2 separate regions of the Bombyx mori genome follow, and region 2 is linked to region 1. Evidence: chromatin contacts called from public Hi-C data. All regions are on one chromosome and are shown on one strand. Each heading gives the region's core, a stretch centred on a gene start, on an enhancer-like site or on the middle of the called end of the contact. The rest is flanking DNA. Distances are from core to core; before and after follow the strand shown.

Region 1 (5,409 bases), core at 1,861-4,360:
CAAAGCGCTCTCCGCGTTTTTTATTCCTACGAAAACAGAGGCAAACTGAATCTCTTTAATGCGTTTCAGGTGAACTTCCGCGTGATCCTCGAAGTGGACGCGCTCGTGACGTCACTGAACTTCTACATGGAAGCGAACTCCACCAACCCCGAGCAAGGAACCGATTACGACAACGTCATGAACATGAACATCGGCGTCATCATCAGAGCACAGCTCTCTGTCATCGGGTATGAGAGACCTTTCTATTCAATTGAGGCTTAGAAGAGCGTTGATCATGACCGGGTTGTTAGGTGGATACCGCAGTTAACCTCATAATAACATTGGTACCGCCGTCCACCTTGGAACATGAGGCTGAAATCCACACTGTACCAGCTGTTTCTGCTCTTCACTTCTTCAGACTACAGTTGTACGATTAAAGAGCCGTGCTGTTCTCATCTTAATGGCGATGATCTACAATTACTGTTATGATAAATTATTGGATTAGTTGCAGCGCAGACCTGGATATTAAATTCAGAATACCCGCTATTAGTGAATAAATGAATACTATAGTGAGGGGTAGGTCTCAGGGGTATTTTTATTCAATATAACTATATGGGTTAGTCACTAATATCAAATTTCGAATTCTAATCTTGTTATATACACAAACAATTTTCGATTTAAAACGATAATTACAATATAATGCGGGCGCACGCTACTCACACTCAAAACGGGAGCGCACGGAACATAGATTATACACTTCTGTGTCAAAAGACGGACATAGATACTAAAAACTATGTAAAGTGAGCGGGCATACGACCGCGAGAGTGACGTACAGGTCGGTTTGCTCTAATACTTAATTTTTCTCCAGCGACTCAAACTGACAATTGACACAAGTCGCTATCGTCCCCAGGACCTCAGACCCGCCCGAGCTCCATTACAACGCGTCGGTATACGAAGCGACCGACCTGAAGGACGACACCAAGCTGGGCCCCCCCGTGATCCACAAGTACAGCATCAAGAACGAGGGGCCCTTCACCGTAGACGAAGCCGAGATGTACTTCATGTGGCCCTATCAGACTCTTGAAGGTAGCACCGAGGAAATGGCCTTACTTATTGTTCTGAATTTTACTGCAATAGGAAATGTTATCCTATTAATTAAAATAATATTTTTTTTGCTCGATTTCGTTAGTGTAATCGTATTCTATATAGCTCTTTCAGGTTTGTTCATTAAGAGTCAATCCTGAAATAAATGGGTAACGTAATAGGGTTCACAAACTAGAAAACCATTTTTGTAATGCGAACTTGTGGCATGAATTATGGATGCTTCTGCACCCGGACCATTTCCTCATTAAACAATGAAAGTACACTTTAGGTCTAACGGAATGAGTATGTACCAATCGAAACGCCAACTGGATTTTTTGATTCCTCACCAGAGACACATTTTCCGACACCTTCGCTCAGCCCAAATTCTGTTTCCAGGCGAAAACCTGATGTACATGCTGGTGCAGCCGCAGTGGCTCGGGAACATCAAGTGCAACGTGGCGCGACACATCAACACAGAGAACCTCTTCGTCCAGAATCCCTACATGCCTCTGCTCGAAAAGGAAAGAGAAGGTTTGTGTAATTCATTTCACAAGTCTGTTTCATAACGCAATAATCCAGTACTGCAATAAACCATGTCATTGACTACCCCCCCCCCCTCCCTCTCCATCGTGTCAAATAATATAGGAAGCATATATTTATATGGGCAGATAAGTCACGACCATCTTTGTACAAATCACAAAGTAGTTGCCACCACTTCGCAACATGAGGTGTAAGTCTCAGCTGTATACTATGACAGATGTTCCCTTTTTTAATCTAGAACGTCAACTGTCAACTGCTTTACAGTAAAAATAAGCGGTTAATGCCTAAAAAAAATTTGCTGTTTCTCGTTTTAAATATGAGCAATATTTTATTGTGCTGGAAAAATATCGGTTAAACCCCTAGACCGCTTCGAGGAGTCGATTGAAAATGATATTCAAGGTTAATTTATTTTACAGCAATGGCGAGCACCAACATGTACACTGAAGCACAGCTCGTCGGTGGCTTCGGATATTACGGGCAGAGTGAGTCTACTGCAGGCTTTATTGACACGAAATATATTATTCTTTGTATTAACACTTCGGGACAAAATTGTAATGTATTTGTTGTTCCAGCGCAATGGGAGCAGCATTCCACCAGCGGCGGTACAGTGACGTCACAATCTGGAGGTTTCGTGTCAGGTGGACAACAGGGATCGTCCACCCAAACTGGCCCCGCCAATTCCGGTGGTCAGCTTAGTAGCGGTCAAACTGCTGGTGGTCAGTTCACTCACACTTCTGGAGGTCAATACAGCGGAGGTCAAACTGCTGGTGGGCAGTTTAGTCAATCTTCCGGAGGTCCATACGGTGGAGATCACAGTGCTGGTGGGCAGTTTAGTCAAACTTCCGGAGGTCAGTATAGTGGAGGTCAAGAACAGCAATCTGGACAACATCAGTTCAGTCAGGGAGGACAGAACGGCGGAACTACTTATACATACAAGTGGACGAATGGACAAGGTCTGACTGTTGAAGAACAGGAGAAAATCAAGAAAAGTCTTGAAGCCTTCGCACAAGGAAACGGGCAGGGCGGTTTCACCCAGGGTGGCTTCACTCAAGGAGCCGACGGACAGATCTATGTCGATGGAGGAAGAGTCGTTCGCATTAGGAATATAACGACAGTTTACGACGCAAATAACAACACCATATTCCAGACTGAGACTAGCACGGAATACGGAAAACTTGGGCATGAAGGTGAAGCTGGAAGTTCATTTAATACGTAAGTTCTTTGCTCATGTGTTTACGCAACATCCAAGTTGTAACAGCATTTCGTGAGGTTTCTCTTTATCTATGAATTTTACTTTTATAGATACGTTAATAACCAAGGAGGACAGCAACACAGCGGCTCGTTCGCTCACGGCTCTGGTGGTTACGTCCAAGGTTCGGGCCAAACTCAGACCCAAGGTGGACAAAATTGGCAAGGCTCTGTTCAAGGAAATAGTCAGTTCTCTCAAGGCTCAGGATCTGGACAAGGCTTTGTCCATGGATCCTGGGGAACCACAGAGACAGTTAACCCTGACCTTGTGAAAGCCGGGTCGTCGACTTTCAGAGGAGCCTCAACAGTCACTGTAGTGGGTGACGAAGAAGACAACGAAGGACTTGGTTTTGGAGCTTTCGCTGCTTCTAACCCTAACAATGAGTTCAAATACGCGATCGGTGACGTAACCAACGCCGGCAGCGGACAAGCTGGAAGTCGCACCGGCACTGCTGGTGGTAGTTACCAATCTGGCGGGGCTTATCAAGCTGGAGGAGCCGGGCATCAAGCTGGAGGAGGTGCTTATCTGTCTGGTGGAGGCAGTTACCGAACTGGAGGTTCTGCTTATCAGTCTGGGGGGAGCGCACAGGATGGAAGCCGATCGTGGAGCAGTGGATATTCTTATTCTTCTCAATCAGGTATGCATAAAAAGACAATTAATAAATATGAATAAGACAATATTTTAAAGAGCTTAAAATACTTGTTGTGAATAAATGCATTTCAAAAGATCAGGTAACAATACCTTCTCTGTGATTCCTGAGCGATAGGACACGTCCTTCATACGCGTTTAAAAGGGAGTCTTTAAGCACATGGACCGTGTCCTACGATGGCCGTACCTCGTCCGCGCTTAGCTGGAATAACCCCTTACGCTACCAGCGAATAGTAAGGGGAAAAAATGACGGACGTAGGGTTGACGAAGCTTCGATGGAAAAAGTATCAGTTTCGTTATAACTTTGCAGGAGGTGGCTCTTCATACAACAGCCATTCTGGAAATTATGGCTCCACTAGTAGCCGAGAAAACACCAGGAGAAGGAGACAGGTCGATCAGGTAATGTCGTTTTTGTTTTGCTGGTAAATCATTATTACTTCCCCTCTTTTAATTTCCAGTAAATTTTATTTCTGACTTAACCGCTAGTGCCTCTCTTGGGAAATGTCAATCATTAAGAGGACGATAGGGGGTGATCAGTGGTAATCTCATTTTATCGGAAGCAATTTTTAAGAGATCAATTAATGAGGAATGAGGAGACCATTTAAGGTTAATTTTAACTGTAACTGTATCCGAAGGTGATGGCTTTAACAGTCCACAAGCGCTAGGAAATAAAACGTATTGTTTTTAATTTCAGTCACAAGTTGACAAGCAACTCAAGGACATCTTAACCAACTGTCAGGAGAAATACAAATGTGAAGTGATGAGGTGCACCACGGGCAGGCTGCTGAAGGGCCAGGAGGTGTGGGTGGCGCTGCGGTCCAGGATCAACGCAACTGTACTTAACGAGGTGGGTCATTCGGTGAATTAGTGATTATTGGCCATGTTGGATTTGTTCTAAGCTTTCGCGGCTGTCTGCCTGATACCTTCAATGGGTAAGAACCCACTACAATTTTCACATTTCATGAGTTTCACGATATATCCGCTGTTACAAACGTCCTAACGGTGGGTAGGATGTAGGGAGCAAACAAATTCGTCTGTACTCTTTCTAATCAGTTTTCAATTATTGCCTCTGGAAGTAAATTTTAATGACTCATCCCAAAAACATAGTTTGGTGTATCTATAGTTTTTTGATTAAAAGTAAAAATCGTGATAGGTTTCTATTAAGAGATAGTGTTTGTAACGTGTTAGTTGGTTTGATACGAAAACATGCGGTGATATCCCGGCTGTTCGCTTAAAGACTGCTGTGGTTATATGTAAATGAAATTTTGAAGGATACCACATTTATTATTAACTTACGTTCAATGATAGAAATTTGTCCACAATCACTATGCTATATACAATTTTTTTTTAAAACATTGACTTTCTTCTAAAAGATTTTCATAAACACAAAGAAAATATAATTCATACTGGTACTTAACAATTTTTTCTGTTCATATACATAATATATGTATAGATATTAAATTACAATTGTTCTATTTTTGCAAAGTTGAACTCAATGCAACGTAAAGTTATGAATGATTTAGCCGGCGAATGATTTAGGGGACCGGCGGCTACTCTGAGAACATCAGAGCCTATACACTACACGACATGTCACCACTCCCCCTCATATGAGTTCGGAGTCTCGATATCCGCGCCCTCAGTAGCAGCCCTGGATTGCAGATCTCGAAGGAGCGGCCGATAGTGCTGTCGTCGCTGTGCGCGGCGCGCGTGTCGCGGCTGGGCGGCGGCGCGGCGGGCGGCGCGGGGGCGGGCTGGGCGCGGGGGGAGGCGCGCACGTCGCTGAGCCCGCAGCTGGGCGCGCGCGGGGGCGGCGTGCCGCTGTGGGTCATCATCCTCGCCGCCATCATCGGGGCGCTGCTGCTGCTCCTGCTCATCTTCGCGCTCTACAAAGTGAGTATCTATTTGATGTA
Region 2 (5,188 bases), core at 441-2,940, 240 kb before region 1:
TAGTGTAAATACCTCTAATTGACGAATTTGATCAACCCAAAACCTTTATGGAACGTTCCCACCAATAACCGCCTTAATCCCATAGTATGTGAATCAGTCTCGACAAGTTTGAGAAAAATTGTTACCTACCTACTTGTTTTTATATAGTAAATACATACAGTAATTTGATAAAAATATTTATTAGTAGAAGTTTTTCACTATAACAAGATGAGTATGAAATGTTGAGGCGAATAAAACTTTTTTTTTTAACTCATTATCACAAATGGTAGGCCAACCTAACCTTCATATAACAAACCTCAGTTTACTGAATTGCTTGAAATAATGAATATTTACTTGTTTTGTTCTGATTGGTTATATCGAGGTTGCACTATATATAGAAACTTTTTTACATTCTTTCTTTTAACATTTATAACATTTTTATTTGGTTCTGTTTTTATTTCAAATAAGAAGAATTCTGTTGAATATTTCAACTGACCTTGTGCTTCATCCAACTGTCTCTGTAACTCAGCCACCATGAGTTTCATATAGTCATAACTTGCACACGCTAATGCTTTCATCCATGACTCCATGGATGCTTGTGAACTAGTGCATAAATAATATGTACGTCCTCCTTCACATTGAAATACTATTTTAAAACTGTATGCTTCCTCTTCTGTTAATTCTACAAACATAGGCTCTTAAGGGATTAAGAGTTTAGATCATTTTACATGAGACTGAAGACATTAGTTCAAAAACAATCATTGCACAAAATATTTGTAAATTATTCAAAAAAGAAGTATATATGTATGTAAGTAGTGAAGTGAAGAAAATGTTCTGAAACCGTCGTGGCCTAACGGATAAAACGTCCAGCGCATTCGTGTTGAGCGATGCACCGATGTTCGAAACTCAGGCAGGTACCAATTTTTCTAATGAAATACGTACTTGACAAATGTTCACGATTGACTTCCACGGTGAAGGAATCATGTAATAAAAATTAAACCCGCAAAATTATAATTTGCGTAATTACTGGTAGTAGGACCTCTTGTGAGTCCGCGCGGGTGGGTACCACCACCCTGCCTATTTCTACCATGAAGCAGTAATGCGTTTCGGTTTGAAGGGTGTGGCAGCCGTTGTAACTATACTTGAGACCTTAGAACTTATATCTCAAGGTGGGTGGCGCATTTACGTTGTGGATGTCTATGGCTCCAGTAACCACTTAATACCAAGTGGGCTATGAGCTCGTCCAGCCATCTAAGCAATAAATAAAAAAAACAGTAGAAAAAAAACAAAACAAACAATTACCAATAGTACAACCTTCCAGAATAACAACTCCGACAGGTTCCTTGTCACCTTTTTTTTCAAAATAAAACAACAAATTCCCTTTGAGAGTGAACCACCGACGCTGATAGCTCTTACCAACTTCACCACGCATGTCGAGCCACCCCTCGCGGTCCACCGGGGTTGCTGAAGAAGCGAAAGCACCCAAATTCTTCTCATTTATTTTCATAGTGATGTTTTTATTAGCCATGTACACACTTATACATTAAACACCGAAGCTAAAAAAAATCAAATGGTATGATTCTCAATATCATGAATACGCTCAAGGAATCCCTAGCTTCCTTTAAGATTTTTCTATTTTAAACAGTACGAAATTAAAAAAAACGACATTGAATGAAATACAAATTCTTTGATTACGAATTTTTGAAATGTCTAAATGTCATTTGTTGGTGACAATTGATTTTTTTTAATTGGGATGGCGAACGCGGCACGTTACATTGCGTACATGCAGGTCGGTAAATTCACGATACATTTAATTGATATTAAATGGACGCGTTTTTAGTGTGCGCCAATTAAACGGACTCCGGTAAGTACCTAGTCCTTGGGTAGTATACATACACTATAAAATTAATTTTCACCCACAATATATATTATGATGTCGAAGTTCAACAGGACTAGTATTCTTGTATATCATTTAAACGCAATATTTAAACTACTAACAAGAAAACCTTTTTTAAAACAGAAACGAAATTATTTTGAATTTGTTTCAAACAGCTTACTTTTTTACTATAGATATGAGTACACAGTAGTAGTGGCGTGCTGGCATTTCTCGCTACTACTAACATATTTTTGCAAAATTTTTAGAAAAAACAATTAATAATTCAAACTTAATATATCGCATGATGCTGCTGTTTCTTATTAGTCATGTCATAATTCGTTATGGCTAAGTTCCCAAATTACTTGCAATGCTACTGGTTAAGGCGTGGTGAATCTATATGTATAAATAACACCCTACATCCTATTTCTGATACGAAGCAGTTATGCGTTACTACAATTGAAATTTTAACACCCTGACTGAAGGTGCGAGGCAACAATAATGTTTATGGTGATTTGAGATGCTGGCTGAGGTGAGACACGAGCGCAGATAATACACTTAACATTAAAAAATACGAGTCCAGTTTAAATTAATAATAACTGTTCCGTAAGCTTCAAGCGACACGCGCAAGCCGTCGTGGCCTAAAGAACACAACGCCTGACGAACTCGTATCGAGCAACTATGCCACTGATCAAATTCCAGACAGACATTTTTTTGTAATGAAATCCGTTTTTGTAAACTTAACAAAAACGATCATGCTGTTGCCCTCAGTCCTCAATTACTAATATTATTCAATGAAATGAAACAAGCGTTTTAAATATGTAATATTTTATTCATAATTATTACCTATTTTCAGTTATTTATAAAGTTATATTAATATCAATTATTACACTAAATTTGTTTTACGAATTTCTAATGATTGCTTCATTTAGAAAATTTGATTTCCACATCAATCATCAGATTTCACCGCTTACAAACTAATATATGACAAAATGGTGAGGTCTATGTACAGAACATTCCCAATTCCCTAAAAAAGACAAATTCACAATAACAAAAAAGGTCAAAAACGAAAATTCCTTAAAAATTAAATCATTCAACTACGAATCACGCTAACAACTGTACAAAGTATTACGAGTGGTTTCTTTAAAACGTGCTCAAATTTTACGTCGGCAATGCGGGCACGTTATTAACGGTTATTCGATTATTTAAACCGATTCTGTACAAAATATCGATCACAAAAAAAAAAACAAAAATATAAACTATATACAACATCATTAAATATTTTCAAATGCCGTAACACATTTTAAAACATTTCATTATTCAACTAGGCATAATTCAGTAAGTCGCGGACGAGCCGCCTCTACATTTAAATAATTTATGTATCGCTCCTCGCACAACACATGTACAAATTGTCTATGGTCGACCGATCGCGTCTACCACTCAAACAAGTAAACATTAGGTACTAAGCAACAAAAATAATTTACAACATCGTTTTGTTCATGCGATCCAATCTGCTGTCCACATATTGTGTATAGAATTGAAGATGAATTAAAGAGTGACACGCAAAGGCTTTCTTCACGCCTCCCAATGTTTCTGTACAGAGAATGTTCACAGCACGTCTCCCTAAGCTTACATTTTAATAATATAATATTAAAATATAAAATTTCATATAACTACAAATAGTCGGAGATTCGACAACACAACAACGTCACGCCGTTTAGTTTGGGCTCCGTTCATATAAAAACGAGAACAACTATTTTTTTAAAAATACAAATGCTACAATCAAACGTGAACTAGGGGGCTCTTTTATAACTATTTTTATTATTATTATTAATTTATCTAATCATAAACTATTGGTGTTACTAATTAGTTATTGACCGGCAGATTTTATTTTTTTATATATCATAAGACAAATTTATATAACTATCAATCGTTTAGAATATGTTCACCGCATTGCTCTTATGTAATTTGAATTGATTACTTTAGTTGGATGTGTGCAATGCGGACGTTAATGCGTGAAGCACACGTTGAGCTTTGTTCCCTTGTATAAAAAGAGTGCAATAGTATACGGATTCATGATTTTTAAACAAACGAAATTCAATTTAGCTAAACAAATAGTTTCCAAAAATGTAAACACATTTAACCGTAAAAAAATCGTACAAAATGATTTAAAAAAAAAAACGTGTCAAGTTTACAATAAATAAATAGGTGTAGATGAGAATTCGCAAGACGTGTGGACGTTCGCTTATGAAACGCTCGTAAAAATATCTATAAGACTACAAGTATCTAACTCCTTTGGTAATGCATACCGGTTTAAATATAATAACGAAATATATTACATTATACACATTTACATACAGCACAACAACGAATACAACACCTCCATATAAATTGTGACGTTCACATTTGAGAATTTTTTTTTTTTAAGTTAAGGCCAAAGTTTTTACGCGTCGCTCGATCATCACATAGTCGACGAAGCCTATATAGACAAAAATTATATTCTTTTATTATAAACTATTTCACGTTTGGATAACTGATAAACTGTATCTATCTATCACCTAATATTATTGCTATAAAATTTCACATATTTGATAACAAAGAGAAAAAAAGGCCTTCACAAATACTTATTTGGTGTTGCATTTATTTAAGGATTCTCATCGGCCGCGCCAGACTGCGAATCCGTACGCAATCGATATTCATTCAACGAATAATGTAAAAATCAAAACCTCGACAAACATTTAACGGCCGCCAATCAAATAAAATATACTTGCAAATGAAACTACGTAAAATGAGGTTCGTATTGTGGAACAAGTGAGCGGGAAGTCGTGTGAGAATAATGCAAGACTGCAATGGAAGTTGGGTTTTGACAAATCCTAATGAATCGAGCGCTACAAGCAATCTCGCTCGTCACGTACTTTTTTTTCTTTATGAATACGCCAAAATACGTTATTTTATTAATAAAAGAAAAAGGAAGAATTGAGTAATTAAAAAATAATAATTTTCGTATCTATAACAGTTGGCAATGTTTCCTCCGGTTCTTATAAAACTAGTCGAATTGTTGAATCACTCGAACACATGTTCCGTTTTAAGATTTTTGCCTTGAAAACATCTTCCGAGTATTAATCACTTTGGATACGAATTTAGACTTTAGACAATACAAATTCAATCTGATCAATCAATGACCTACATCTTTGTGAGGTAGGAATTTGTCAAATACCATAATAATAATATTATGAAATCCAATCGTACATTTAAAACTGCGTTGTCGATTATTTTCAATTAGAAATAAATTCACTTCGATAACGTACAAACATTGTGAAGGCGTTATGGTTTGTT

Evidence for each region. A called contact is a pair of places that touch in the nucleus more often than the background predicts.
Region 2: a Hi-C map of whole pupa shows a contact between it and region 1, with 2.0 times the contacts expected there. The contact joins the promoter of LOC101738809 here to the enhancer-like site in region 1. A contact is called at or near these places in 3 of 7 Hi-C or Micro-C datasets (middle silk gland, posterior silk gland and whole pupa).

Annotation. Positions count from the first base shown.
Region 1 is chr10:1,788,237-1,793,645 of ASM3026992v2, reverse strand. LOC101746917 (integrin alpha-PS2) reads left to right here. Exons shown (of 24, transcript XM_038013485.2): 15 at 70-227; 16 at 890-1,065; 17 at 1,459-1,593; 18 at 2,019-2,084; 19 at 2,175-2,814; 20 at 2,905-3,488; 21 at 3,810-3,898; 22 at 4,194-4,346; 23 at 5,159-5,389. Among protein-coding and RNA genes, the nearest start is that of LOC134199575, 51 kb to the left of the region's middle. Within about 2 kb of position 3,110, at least 1 of the 8 cell types and tissues checked has open chromatin away from gene starts, as enhancers often do.
Region 2 is chr10:2,030,518-2,035,705 of ASM3026992v2, reverse strand. LOC101738809 (sesquipedalian-1) reads right to left here and starts at 1,690. Exons shown (of 4, transcript XM_004930291.5): 1 at 1,282-1,690; 2 at 476-661. The coding sequence starts at 1,507. It overlaps LOC101747187 (mediator of RNA polymerase II transcription subunit 13), which reads right to left. Exons shown (of 25, transcript XM_038013509.2): 25 at 2,664-5,188.